Regions from separate parts of the Sus scrofa genome. Here all the other regions are linked to region 2. Evidence: chromatin contacts called from public Hi-C data. All regions are on one chromosome and are shown on one strand. Each heading gives the region's core, a stretch centred on a gene start, on an enhancer-like site or on the middle of the called end of the contact. The rest is flanking DNA. Distances are from core to core; before and after follow the strand shown.

Region 1 (3,789 bases), core at 587-3,086, 55 kb before region 2:
GGAACTTCCATATGGTGCAAGTGGGGCCCTCGAAAGCAAAGAAAAAAAAAAATAGCGCTTGCCTCAAAGTTCATCACCTTTCCCACCCCTTATTCTACAGAGGAGGGAACCAGGTCCAGGGAGAGTAAAGTTTTGCCCAGGTCACACCACAACGTGGCAAGTGACAGGGCTGCCACTAGAACCCGGAGCTCCTCTGAGGGGGTTAATCCTGGAGTCAAGAAGAAAGATTCAGGAAATGCACTTAGGGTGGGGAAAGTGGACTGTCGAGAGAGGAGAGGTCTGTGAAGGTCCTCAAGACTTGGCTGAAGAATAAATACCTCGAGGACTTTACTGGGGCTGGGAGCGGGAGGGGGTGCTGGCAGGGGTCCTTGGAGGGAGAAGATTAGGGGAAAAGCCCCCCTCCCCATTTTGGAGGCCCTGCAGGCGCGGGGCTCAATTTGAAAAGGACCCTACAGAGCTGGCGAAGGGCACTGCAGGTCAGACGGGGGCACGCGGTCACAAACCATCGCCAGGTCTGGCTTGATGCCTGCTCCCCGCAGACCCTTCAGGGCCCCCAGGCCCTTTGACTCACCTGAGCCTGCCGGACAGCTCCGAGGCGCGGCCGCAGAGCGGAGCCGACGGGCGGAGCCTCCGGGGCAGTTGGACCAGGTAACGGCGCGGGCGGCTTGCCGGAGGTGGGGACCGCCAGGCAGCTGGAGCGAGCGGAGGCGGCGGCCGCATTTAACCCGGGGGCTGGCGGGTGGGGAGAAGGAGCGCGGCCCGCGACCCCTCCCACTGGCAGGGAGCGATCCCCCTTCCTCCGGGGGCTGGGGCGGGGCCAGCGCGGCGCCCCCCGCTCCCGCTACCCCTGGAGCCGCAGAAGCGAACTGCGGGGCGGGAATTGGGCTACAGCGGGAGGCTGGGCGGCTGCGCTCTGCGCTGCCGGAATGCGTTGGAAGCCTCCGAGGCATTACCCTGGGGAGAGCCCCAAGGGGCGGAGCGGGGCCTGGCTCAGCCGGCTGCCTGGCCCCGCTTCCGAGGGCGCGGTCCCGCTCTAGCCTCCCCCACCCCCTTCGCCCCCACCAGGGGTGGGGGGAGGTCGGGGACTCTGGTCCTGCGAAGAGGGTAAAGAGTTCAGAAGGGCAGCTTCAGGGTTTGTGGCTCTGCCCAGGCCCTTCCTGGTGGTCCCTCAAATTCTGCCATCACGAACGCTGTTCCACGTTCTCGGCAATTACTTAGGTCTTAGGCCCACCCACCCTCACCCATCAAAACTCCCAGGTCGAGAAGCCACTAGACCTAGAGGCTCTGACTGGCCCATGGCCCACTCCACGGGGCCGATGGAGGCCCTGTAATCTGGGGAAAGGAAGCTAGGACAGCAATAGGCCCCCTCTTGGGAGAAAGGATTTAGGAGTGTTGCTTTAACCCAGAAAAGACTCCAATATTCCCCCAGGATCCCGGGGACACGGTTGGGGGCCCACCCACGTTTTCAGGCATCTGCGGGCAGCCAAGAAAGCACTCTGGTCCAGGGGTCCAGCAAAAGCTCTTCCCCACCCCCATCAAGACTGCGCTGGGGTGGGTCTCCTCAGGGTGCAGGCAAGCCATGCGCCCTCAGAAACTCTTTCTTCATCCCAAGCCCGGCACAAGCAGGGCCTTTGTGCCACCGGGGCCTCTCCCCAAAGCTCCAGGCGGCAGTGGGCGCCAAGCCAGACCTGCGGAGTGGCGCCTGGGTGGTCCCGGTGGGCTCCATGCAGGCTTCCCTGAGCACCACGCAACCCAAATATTTAGCCCACAGCTTGCGCCCAAGTCCCCTCCCTTGCCCAATGCTTATTCTCTTTGACCCCGAGGGGGTAGAACTAAAACGGTGCCTTCCTCCGATCCATTTCATTCAACCTTACCCCCTTCCGGCTCTCTGTCGCCTGGCGCCTCGATGTTCCCTGCTGCTGGCGCCTGCCCGCCCCCACTCCCAGGTCATCCCCAGAGCCCGCCGCCCTCCTGCGGGAAGGCGTGCGCTGGTGCCTGCAGCAGCAGTGCGAACAGACGGTGCGGATCCTGCACGCCAAGGTGGCCCAGAAGTCCTACGGAAATGAGAAGCGGTAGGTCCCTCAGTGGCCCCTCCAAAGTCCCTGCGACCCGACCTTCATCCCTATGGGCCCCTCCGTGTTTGGCGTCTTAGAACCTGGAGAGGACTCAGGGCTCAGCCGTTGGCCAATCAGGGGTCTTTTCCTTCAGCCGCCATTGGCTCTGATGTCGGTTCGTAGCAGAACCTCCCTGTGAATTTCCAATTCATTCACTCATTCACCCATTCACTCATTCTTTCTTTCCACAGCTATCTACTGAGTGCCCCTCATGTGCCAGGCTCTCTGGCACTGCTGAGCATCAGGCATACAGCTGAATGAGACAGATACAGTCCCTGCCCTCGTGACATCTTCACTCTAGTGTGAAAGAGACAGGCAAATAAAGTCTTCACAAATCAGTGAACGAGACGCTTCCAGATTGCGATGAAAGCTAAAAGGGAAGCAGAACAGAGGGATGCGATAGAAACTGAGGAGCAGGGGTACTTTAGCTGGCAAGGACAAGGTGGTAAGCCTTTTAAAGAGGTGACTTCTGAATTGAGACTTGAAGGGGAAAATGGAGCCAGACATGAGAAAATCTAGGGGAAATGGGAGTTTCCATCGTGGCACAGTGGTTAACGAATCCGACTAGGAACCATGAGGTTTGCGGGTTCCATCCCTGGCATTGCTCAGTGGGTTAAGGATCCGGCATTGCCCTGAACTGTGGTGTAGGCTGCAGATGTGGCTCAGATGCCACGTTGCTGTGGCTCTGGCGTAGGCCTGCGGCTACAGCTCTGATTCGACCCCTAGCCTGGGAACCTCCATGTGCCGAGGTAAATATAAATATAAGCTTAAAAAAAAGAAAGACAATCTAGGGGAAATGTATTCCACTTAGAAGGGACAGGAAATGCGATGATCTTCACACTTCACACTTGGCCTGTACAAGCTATAAAAGAAGTCAAAGTTGCTGGAATTAGAGACAGAGGGGGGACCTTTAGGAAATAAAATTGGAGAGGTAAGCAGGGGCCAGATCATGTGAGGGCTTTGAGTTTAAACCTGGTGGCCTAGCCATTGAGGACCCTGCATTGTCACTGCTGCAGCGTGGGTTCGATCCCTGGCTCAGGAACGTCGACATGCCAAAAGAAAAAAAGGAAAAGAAGAAAAAAAAAAATCACTGGAAGATTTTAAGAAGATGAGTAACATACTCTTTTTTTTTTTTTTTTTTTTTTTTTGGCTGCACCCACAGCATTTGGAAGTTGCTTGAGCCACAGCGATGACAATGCAGAGTCCTTAATGGCGAGGCCACCAGGGAACTCTTGAGTAATATGCTCTTTAAAAATATATATTTTTTGTAAGAACATTCTGGGAGTTGCCTTCGTGGCTCAGCGGTAAAGAACCTGACTAGGATCCATGAGGATATGGGTTCGATCCCTGGCCTCACTCAGTGGGTTAAGGATCCAGCGTTGCTGCAAGCTGTGGTGTAGGCCAGCAGCTGTATCTCTGACTCGACCCCTAGCCTGAGAACTTCCAATATGCCACGCAGGTGCAGCCCTAAAAAGCAAATAAAATAAAATAAAAAAATTTTTTAAAGTTAAAAAAAAAAGAACATTCTGGCAGCTGTGTGAAAAACATGTTGAAGGAGGTAGGAATGGAAGCTGAGACATTAGTTGGAAGGCTGATGCTGTGGTCCAGGCAAAAACGGATGGCAGTTGGGACTGAGGTATAGGTGTTAAGAAGCCAGTGGATTCACCCTCTCAAA
Region 2 (3,852 bases), core at 71-2,570:
AATGCCCCTGGCTCCTTAACCCATTCAGCAAGGCCAAGGACCAAGCTTGTGTCCTCATGGCTAGTAGTCGGATTTGTCACTGCTGAGCCATGATGGGAATCCTGACTTACTCTTGATAGAGTATCAAGGTTCTTTACTTTTGTCTGAAATTGTATCAGCTCAAGGTGCTATCATGCTTATCACATGCTGTTCAGAAATTCTGATGTGCAAGTGACATGGGTCTTTGATAAAGTTGTTTTAACTGGGAAGTAATTAAAGGAGAGTAGATTAAATGATGTAAAACATTAATCTTGTCTAACTTTACGTTTCAGAAACAGGGAAGCTGAGGTTTAAAGAAGGAAGTGTACTAGTCACACAACTAGTACAGCAGGCTCTAAAACCTGGATTTTTTTTTTTCCTGGAACCAGTTACTTCCCTTCTTTCCATTCCGGAAAAGGAAAACCTAGGATCAATGAAATTGAGGGGTTTTGGTCCGCTGAGGCAGGAATGAAATGATTCATCAATTTGCTGTTGCCCTTTCTCTATTCTTGACTCATTCAGCAAATATTTACTGACTGTCCACACTATTTAGACTCAGAAGAGAAGTCATGGTGAGCAAGACATGCTCACAGTCAGGGTGGCAGGCAGAATGTGGATATGCTTCTAGGTATGAATTCAGAACCTCTGCTTCCTCCCCCTTAATAAATACATATGGATATATAAATATAAATGGATACATTATAAAACACCCAGTACTTTGCCTTCTAACACAGTGAGTTTGTCTGAGAGCAGAGCTGTTTCATTTGAAAGTGTCCAAATCTTCCTAACCACTCTATAGGCCCGAAATCAATGCTGTGGTGTTGGGCACAGCTGAATTCTAATTTTGATTGCCACTGTCTTTGAGACAGTATGTTGCTTTCCTTCTCTGACCCTTAGTTTTATCTAAGGAAACAGGGGCGAAATCATGTGTGGAATTGCTGGCAGGTTCATTTTAAGTCACCCCGGACTTTAGGCGAAAGAAAACGCTGGGAATCTAGGTTGAAAACAGAGTCGACGTAATCAATCCCTTAATTCCCAGACTTTCCCTCGCCCACGGCCACCCCTCTATCTTCCACCCCAGCTACCCTACTTTCCCCAAGATCCCCCTCTAGAGGGCACGCAAGCTCCACCGCGCTCACGCCTCACTTCCGTTCGCCTTCATTCTTTATTGTGCGCATGTGCATACTTCGGTTCGGGGCCGCCCTAAAACCCGCCCCCACCCCTGCTTTAGGGGGCTCCGCCGAAGACTGCACCCCTACGCCTGCGCAATCTCAGCCCCGCCCCCTACGCTGTTCCCGGAAACGCTTCCTTCCTACGTATCCGCTGCTGCCTCGGCCGCCGCTGGAGCTTTGCCTCTCTAGGCCTGTAGGGACTCTTCTCCATGGTTCTGCCTGTCAGCACTGCTTCGGGGGCCAGCCGGTGAGACTGGGCCGCACTCGGACGCTTTGATTCTCGAGTCCGACACTGGTGAGTGAACTTCAGAGAAGCTCGAGGACGGGCGGGGCTCGAGCAGCCGTAACGGGCAGGACTTCCCCTCAGTTCGGTAATGGGTCTGTCCGTCCTGCCCTCCCCCCCATTCCGGGAATGGGCTCGCCCCCTCCGTCCCAGCCCCTCCTCCTGGGCGGGGCGATGTTGCCATGGTGACGGCCGGCTGGCTGAGGCCCGGCGTGTGTGTGTCCTCGCAGGTGCCGGGGCTGCCCGGGGCCCATGGCGCGGCGGCGGCGGCGCTGACCCAGGCCCGGGCGGCAGCAGTGCCCCGCGAGCCGGCATGGCGGGCCAGTTCCGCAGCTACGTGTGGGACCCGTTGCTGATCCTGTCACAGATCGTCCTCATGCAGACTGTCTATTACGGCTCGCTAGGCCTGTGGCTGGCGCTGGTGGACGGGCTGGTGCGCAGCAGCCCCTCGCTGGACCAGATGTTCGACGCCGAGGTAGGGTCCCTGGGCCGACGCGGGCGGGGTCTCGGCTTCACGAGGTGGTCTGTCACTAATGGCTGTAGACCTCACTGGGCTACCTTCTCACTTTGTGGCTCTGGGAAAGGGATATCACTTTCCGAACCTCGGCTGCCCCATCCGTAAAATGGAATGACTCATAACGGGAAGGCAGACTGGTACAAAGGAAAGGCCCTGGGTGTTAGAATAAACAGACCTGCGTTCCAGGCAGTCTGATACATCTCCTTGCTGACACTGAGAAAGTGACTTCACTTCTCTGAGCCCTAGATTTCCAGGTATCAAACTGGGGAGGGAGGAATGGATAAAAGATCATTCACGGAGGTAGAGTGGGAACTACCTGGGCTTTGGAGTCAGGACTCTGTTTAACTCCCATGTATTAGCCATGTGACCTTGGGAAAGTATCCTCACCTCTCTGAACTTCAGTTTTCCTGTCTGCAAAATCATAAAATCAGTATCAGAAAGGTGGCAGACTGCAGAGAGCCTGTACTTTGGATTCAGAAAAGCTTAGGGTCCAGTCTAGACCCCAGCATTCTAACTGTGGGACTTGGGCAAGTTATTTCACCTTTCTAAACTTATTTCCTCTTTGGACTACAGTAATCCTCAACAAAATGTTTTGAGGCCCAGAGGGTGCTTTAGGGAGTTCCCGTTGTGGGTTACGAACCCAGCTAGTATCTACGAGGATGCAGGTTTGATCCCTGGCCTTGCTCAGTGGACTAAGGATCCGGCATTGCCGTGAGCTGTGGTGTAGGTTACAGATGTGGCTGGGATCCTGTGTTGCTGTTGCTGTAGCTGTGGTGCAGGCCGGCAGCTGCAGCTCCCATTCTACCCCTAGCCTGGGAATTTCCATATGCTGCAAGTGCAGCACTAAAAACCAAAAAGAAAAAAAAGTGGTTTATAAAATATAAGCTGAAATAAAAATCATTAAAATTTTTTTAAAAAAAGAAAAAAAAACAACTATAATTAAAAAATAAAAATCATTAAAATAAATAAATAACATGTAAGCTGAAGGGTGTTTGCTTCTGAGAGGCAGCTGTGGTATATGGTAATAAGCACAGTTCTTGGAACCAGGACTTTCTTCCCGATGCCTATTCTCTGTGTGGCCCTTGTGCAAGTTATTATGCAAAAGGGAGATAAGGGCATTCCCGTCATGGCTCAGTGGTTAATGAATCCAACTAGGAACCATGAGGTTGCGGGTTCAATCCCTGGCCTTGCTCAATGGGTTAAGGATCTGGCGTTGCCGTGAGCTGTGGTGTAGTTTGCAGACGTGGCTCGGATCCAGTGTTGCTGTGGCTCTGGCGTAGGCTGGCAGCTACAGCTCCGACTGGACCCCCAGCCTGGGAACCTCCATGTGCCATGGGATCAGCCCTAGAAAAGACAAAAAGACAAAAAAAAAAAAAAAAAAAGATATAAGAATAACAATAATAATAGCTTTATGAGATTGTTGTGAAATATGATTATGAACGTGAAAGGCCTTTACAGGCTGAAAGTGTGCAGACATCTGATATTCGATAGTATTGTTTCAAAAATGGTGGAGGTTACACACACCCACCAGGTGCCTAGTAGTCCCTTCTTAGGAGCCTCTGTCCTAGGAAGGACATGTGGGGATCTGGGGCTTTGTTGACAAGCCGTCTCATGCACCCTACCTAAATTCTAGACTGGAGTTGACAAACCTTTCTTTTTTTTTTTTTTTTTTGAGGGGGGCAAGTTGATCCACTTTTAATACTGAGTCAGAAGAAAAATCTGGTCTTGCCCCAAACCAATGATTTGGGTTAACATGTTCCAGAATTTTAAGTAAACAGTTGCTGCAGCTGGCTGAAGGTAGCCCCAGGTCCATCCACCAGGAAGTACTGTCGTTTATCTGCAGTGCCACCCACCTCCAGGGG
Region 3 (3,853 bases), core at 153-2,652, 49 kb after region 2:
TCTAGAAGTTTCTTATAAAATTAAACATATATCCTCTCTTTGTCCACTCCTAACTATGTACCCAAAGGAAATGATAAGCATATGTCTGCAAAGTAACTTACATAGCAGCCTACCTCATAAGAACAGAAAACTTGAAAGGGCTCAGGTGTACCCAGACAGGAGAGCAGGTAAATGACAGTATATTCAGAAAGTAATACTACACAGCAATGAAAAGAAACAAACCACTCATACATGCAAGAAGATGAACGACTCACCAAAACATTCTTCCCCTGAAGCAAGCCTTTTACAAAAAAGTATACATAACAAATGATGATTTCATTTATATGAAGCTCTAGAACAGATTAATCCATTTTGTGGAGAAGAGTCAGAACAGTGGTTGCCTCTGGAAGGTGGCGTGCCCAGGGATTGACTGGCAAGGAACATTAGCCAAATTTCAGGGGGTTTACAGACACATAACAGCAGTTACACATGTATATCTATTTGTTGGACTCAGTGAATGTGCACTCCAGAGTTGTGCATTCATGTTTGTAAGTTTTACATCAAAAGAAAAATGTAAGCAAGTATTGAACTCTAGTTAATGGTATGGATGCTGAACTATATAAGGGCAAGTGTCCTTATGTCTGAAATTTCTTTGAAATGCATCAAAACTTAAGATGAATTGAGGAAGTTATAGACTGTGATAAAGCAAGCATAGTAACATGTTAATTGTGGAATCTGGGTGATGAGTAAACAGGTGTTAAGCCTTTCAACTTTGTTGTATGTTTGAAATTTTTCATAATAAAAGGGTGAATTATTTCAGAGTTTTGTGCAAAAGTTCTGCACCAGAAGAGCTGGCTAGGCCCAGCAAATAGAGACAAGAAATTAAGGGAGGCAGGAGCCTGGCCGTACGACCTCGCAAAAGTAATCATTTTCATCAGTTTCTTTATTCTTTTCTTTCTTTCTTTCTTTTTTTTTTTGTCTTTTTAGGGCCGCACCAACGGCATATGGAGGTTCCCAGGCTAGGGGTACAATGGGAGCTGTAGCCACTGGCCTACAGCCACAGCAAGGCGGGATGCGAGCCGCGTCTGCGACCTACACCACAACTCACGGCAAGGTCAGTTCCTTAACCCACTGAGCGAGGCCAGGGATCGAACCCAGTCTGTTTCTTCAACTATAGCGGAGGGACAATGGCTGCAGCGACGCTCGATATTATTAAGCACTTTCTCGCGGGGAAGGGGGTCCTCAGTCCAGGCCCGAGCCACCTCACGTGCCCACCACCCATCGTGCCGGCTCAGCATCCTTTTACCCGCACCAGTCCTGAAGGGGCTCATCTAGGCCGTTTGCTCTGGTAGCCGGACCCCCGCTTTCAGGATGGCACCGGAAGTCACTTCTCCTACGCTCTTCCTATTGGAGGCCGGCCATCCAAGGGGGCGGGACTACTGGGAGGCGGAAGCAGCCGCAGGCATGGCGGCGGCGGTGCCGCTTTTTCTGTCGGTGCTGCTGCTCCTGGGGCCTGGCAGCTGGAGCCAGGCAGAATCCCCACGCGATAGCCTGCGGGAGGAGCTTGTCATCACCCCGCTGCCTTCTGGGGACGTAGCCGCCACATTCCAGTTCCGCACGCGCTGGGATTTGGATCTGCAGCGGGAAGAAGGTGAGGAGGCTGATGGGAGAAAGGTACTGTGACACCTGCTGGGAGTGGGGCGGAGGCTAGCCTAGGGGCGGGGACTGATTCCTGGATGAGATTCTGGCCCCTGGTCGTGGGGCCGGACAAACAGGGTCCTCGCGGAAGGATAGAATAGTTGTTGAACAATCCCATCGTACCGATGAAGAAATTGAGGCCTGGAGAGGGGGAGTGACTCCTCCTGAGTTCTAGTCCAGTGCTCTTTCCGCAGCTCCAGGCTGCCACTCTAAACCTTTAGTTAGAACCCTCTGTTGCAACACTGATGATGGTACAATTTGAGGTGACCATTTATCCTGGGTGCTCGGCGCAGTGCTAAGTTCTGTGAACGGTTATGAAAAAGAGATTGGAGGCATAGAGAGGTAAAGGCACCTTTCCAAGATGACATTGCTAGTAGGTGACTGAATCTGGTCTGGAGTTTAGATTCCTCTGAACCCAGAGCTGGGGTGTATTGTTTCTCTGGAGTGTCTGAGAACCCTCCCTCCAGGATCATCATCACTCACCTGCTCCCTTTTCTCCAGTGTCTCATTATAGGCTCTTCCCCAAAGCCCTGGGGCAGTTGATCTCCAAGTATTCTCTGCGGGAGCTGCACCTGTCATTAACCCAAGGCTTCTGGAGGACTCGATATTGGGGGACACCCTTCATTCAGGCCCCGTCAGGTGCAGAGCTCTGGGTCTGGTTCCAAGACACTGTCACTGAGTGAGTGCTCACCTTGAGGCCTGCGGCAGGCCTTGGTGGGAATGTGGCTGGGCAGGTGTTGTCATCCTACCACTGCCCTTGGCAGCAATTCCATGGGGGTAAATCTGGCGTTGGATGCAAGAAATATTCTGACTTGGGGGCATTCTTGCCTAGGCTGAATATACCTTTTTCCCCAGTACTTCCAGACCCAAGGTAGCATGTGCATATATCTATAGAGGCAATAGAAAGCTCTGGCAGATTCGGTACCCCCCCCCTCTTTTTTTGATCCTTTTTTTAGGGCCGCATCATGGCATATGGAAGTTCTCAGGCTAGGGGTCAAATCGGAGCTGCAGCTGCCCGCCGATGCCAGAGCCACAGCAATGCCAGATCTGAGTTGCATCTGTGACCTACACTGCAGCTCATGGCAACACTGGATCTTTAACCCACTGAGCGAGGCCAGGAATAGAACCTGCATCCTCATGGATACTAGTTATGTTCCTTACGGCTGAGCCACAATGGGAACTTCCTCCATGGATAACCAAAAGACATTCATTCACATAATAATAATAATAATAATAATAATAATAATAATAGGAGTTCCCGTCGTGGCGCAGCAGAAACGAATCCGACTAGGAACCATGAGGTTGGGGGTTCGATCGCTGGCTTCACTCAGTGGGTTAAGGATCCAGCATTGCCATGAGTTGTGGTGTAGGTCGCAGACGTGGCTCGAATCTGGCGTTGCTATGGCTCTGGCATAGGCCAACAGCAACAGCTCCAATTAGACCCCTAGCGTGGGAACCTCCATATGCCGTGGGTTTGGCCCTAAAAAGACAAAAGACCAAAAAAAAAATAATAATAATAATAATAAAATGTCGTGAGGACTAAACAAAATATGTGTGAACTAGAACTGGCCCACAAGATGCCAGATTTCTGTATTAGAAAAATTGCTTTTGTTTGGGCGAGGGGTGGGGTTAGGTACTGCAATTGGACCACATTTCCTCTTAACCCCCCTGTGGGAAATCAGTAGCTCATACGTGATTTTTTTTTTTTTTTTTTTAATTTAGGATAGCAGGGAGTTCCCATCGTGGTGCAGAGGAAATGAATCCAACTAGGAATTATGAGGTTGTGGGTTAGATCCCTGGCCTTGGTTAGTGGGTTAAGGATCCAGCGTTACCGTGAGCTGTGGTGTAGATCTCAGACGTGGTTCAGATCCCGCGTTACCGAGGCTGTGGTGTAGGCCGGCAGCTGTATCTCTGATTGGACCCCTTAGCCTGGGAACTACCATATGCCTCAGGTGCAGCCCTAAAAAACAAAAAAAAAATTAGGATAGTAATAGAGAGGTGGGGCCTGCAGCAGGCTGGCGAGCTCTGGAGGACAGCTGCCACTCAGCCCCTATGGATGTGGCTATGTGGGAATAGAAGCCTGCTGTCATCTGATACTCTCATTTTTTGAGCAATATCAGAAATCTGGATTTTAATGTGAAACTTGCCAAATTTAAATATCAGCGAGTAATTTAAA

What was found. Hi-C and Micro-C count contacts between places; a contact is called where the count stands out from the background.
Region 1: a contact with region 2 is called in a Hi-C map of epiblast stem cells, with 2.0 times the contacts expected there. The contact joins the promoter of RBPJL here to the promoter of DBNDD2 in region 2. A contact is called at or near these places in 2 of 5 promoter capture datasets (fetal liver and liver), 16 of 47 Hi-C or Micro-C datasets (alveolar macrophages, embryonic fibroblasts, epiblast stem cells and 9 more) and 2 of 2 datasets of contacts at active chromatin or transcription factors (alveolar macrophages and skeletal muscle).
Region 3: a Hi-C map of epiblast stem cells shows a contact between it and region 2, with 2.3 times the contacts expected there. The contact joins the promoter of PIGT here to the promoter of DBNDD2 in region 2. A contact is called at or near these places in 2 of 5 promoter capture datasets (liver and skeletal muscle), 14 of 47 Hi-C or Micro-C datasets (alveolar macrophages, blood, embryonic fibroblasts and 9 more) and 2 of 2 datasets of contacts at active chromatin or transcription factors (alveolar macrophages and skeletal muscle).

The regions. Positions count from the first base shown.
Region 1 is chr17:47,629,596-47,633,384 of Sscrofa11.1, forward strand. RBPJL (recombining binding protein suppressor of hairless-like protein) reads left to right here and starts at 1,837. Exons shown (of 10, transcript XM_021077696.1): 1 at 1,837-2,072. The coding sequence starts at 1,837. It overlaps MATN4 (matrilin-4), which reads right to left and starts at 1,600. Exons shown (of 11, transcript XM_021077596.1): 1 at 572-1,600. The coding sequence starts at 950.
Region 2 is chr17:47,684,900-47,688,751 of Sscrofa11.1, forward strand. DBNDD2 (dysbindin (dystrobrevin binding protein 1) domain containing 2) reads left to right here and starts at 1,321. Exons shown (of 6, transcript NM_001243672.1): 1 at 1,321-1,485; 2 at 1,704-1,948. It overlaps SYS1 (protein SYS1 homolog), which reads left to right and starts at 1,285. Exons shown (of 4, transcript XM_005672967.3): 1 at 1,285-1,485; 2 at 1,704-1,948. The coding sequence starts at 1,787. It also overlaps the pseudogene LOC106506694.
Region 3 is chr17:47,733,937-47,737,789 of Sscrofa11.1, forward strand. It overlaps PIGT (GPI transamidase component PIG-T), which reads left to right and starts at 1,403. Exons shown (of 12, transcript XM_003360013.5): 1 at 1,403-1,630; 2 at 2,179-2,356. The coding sequence starts at 1,444.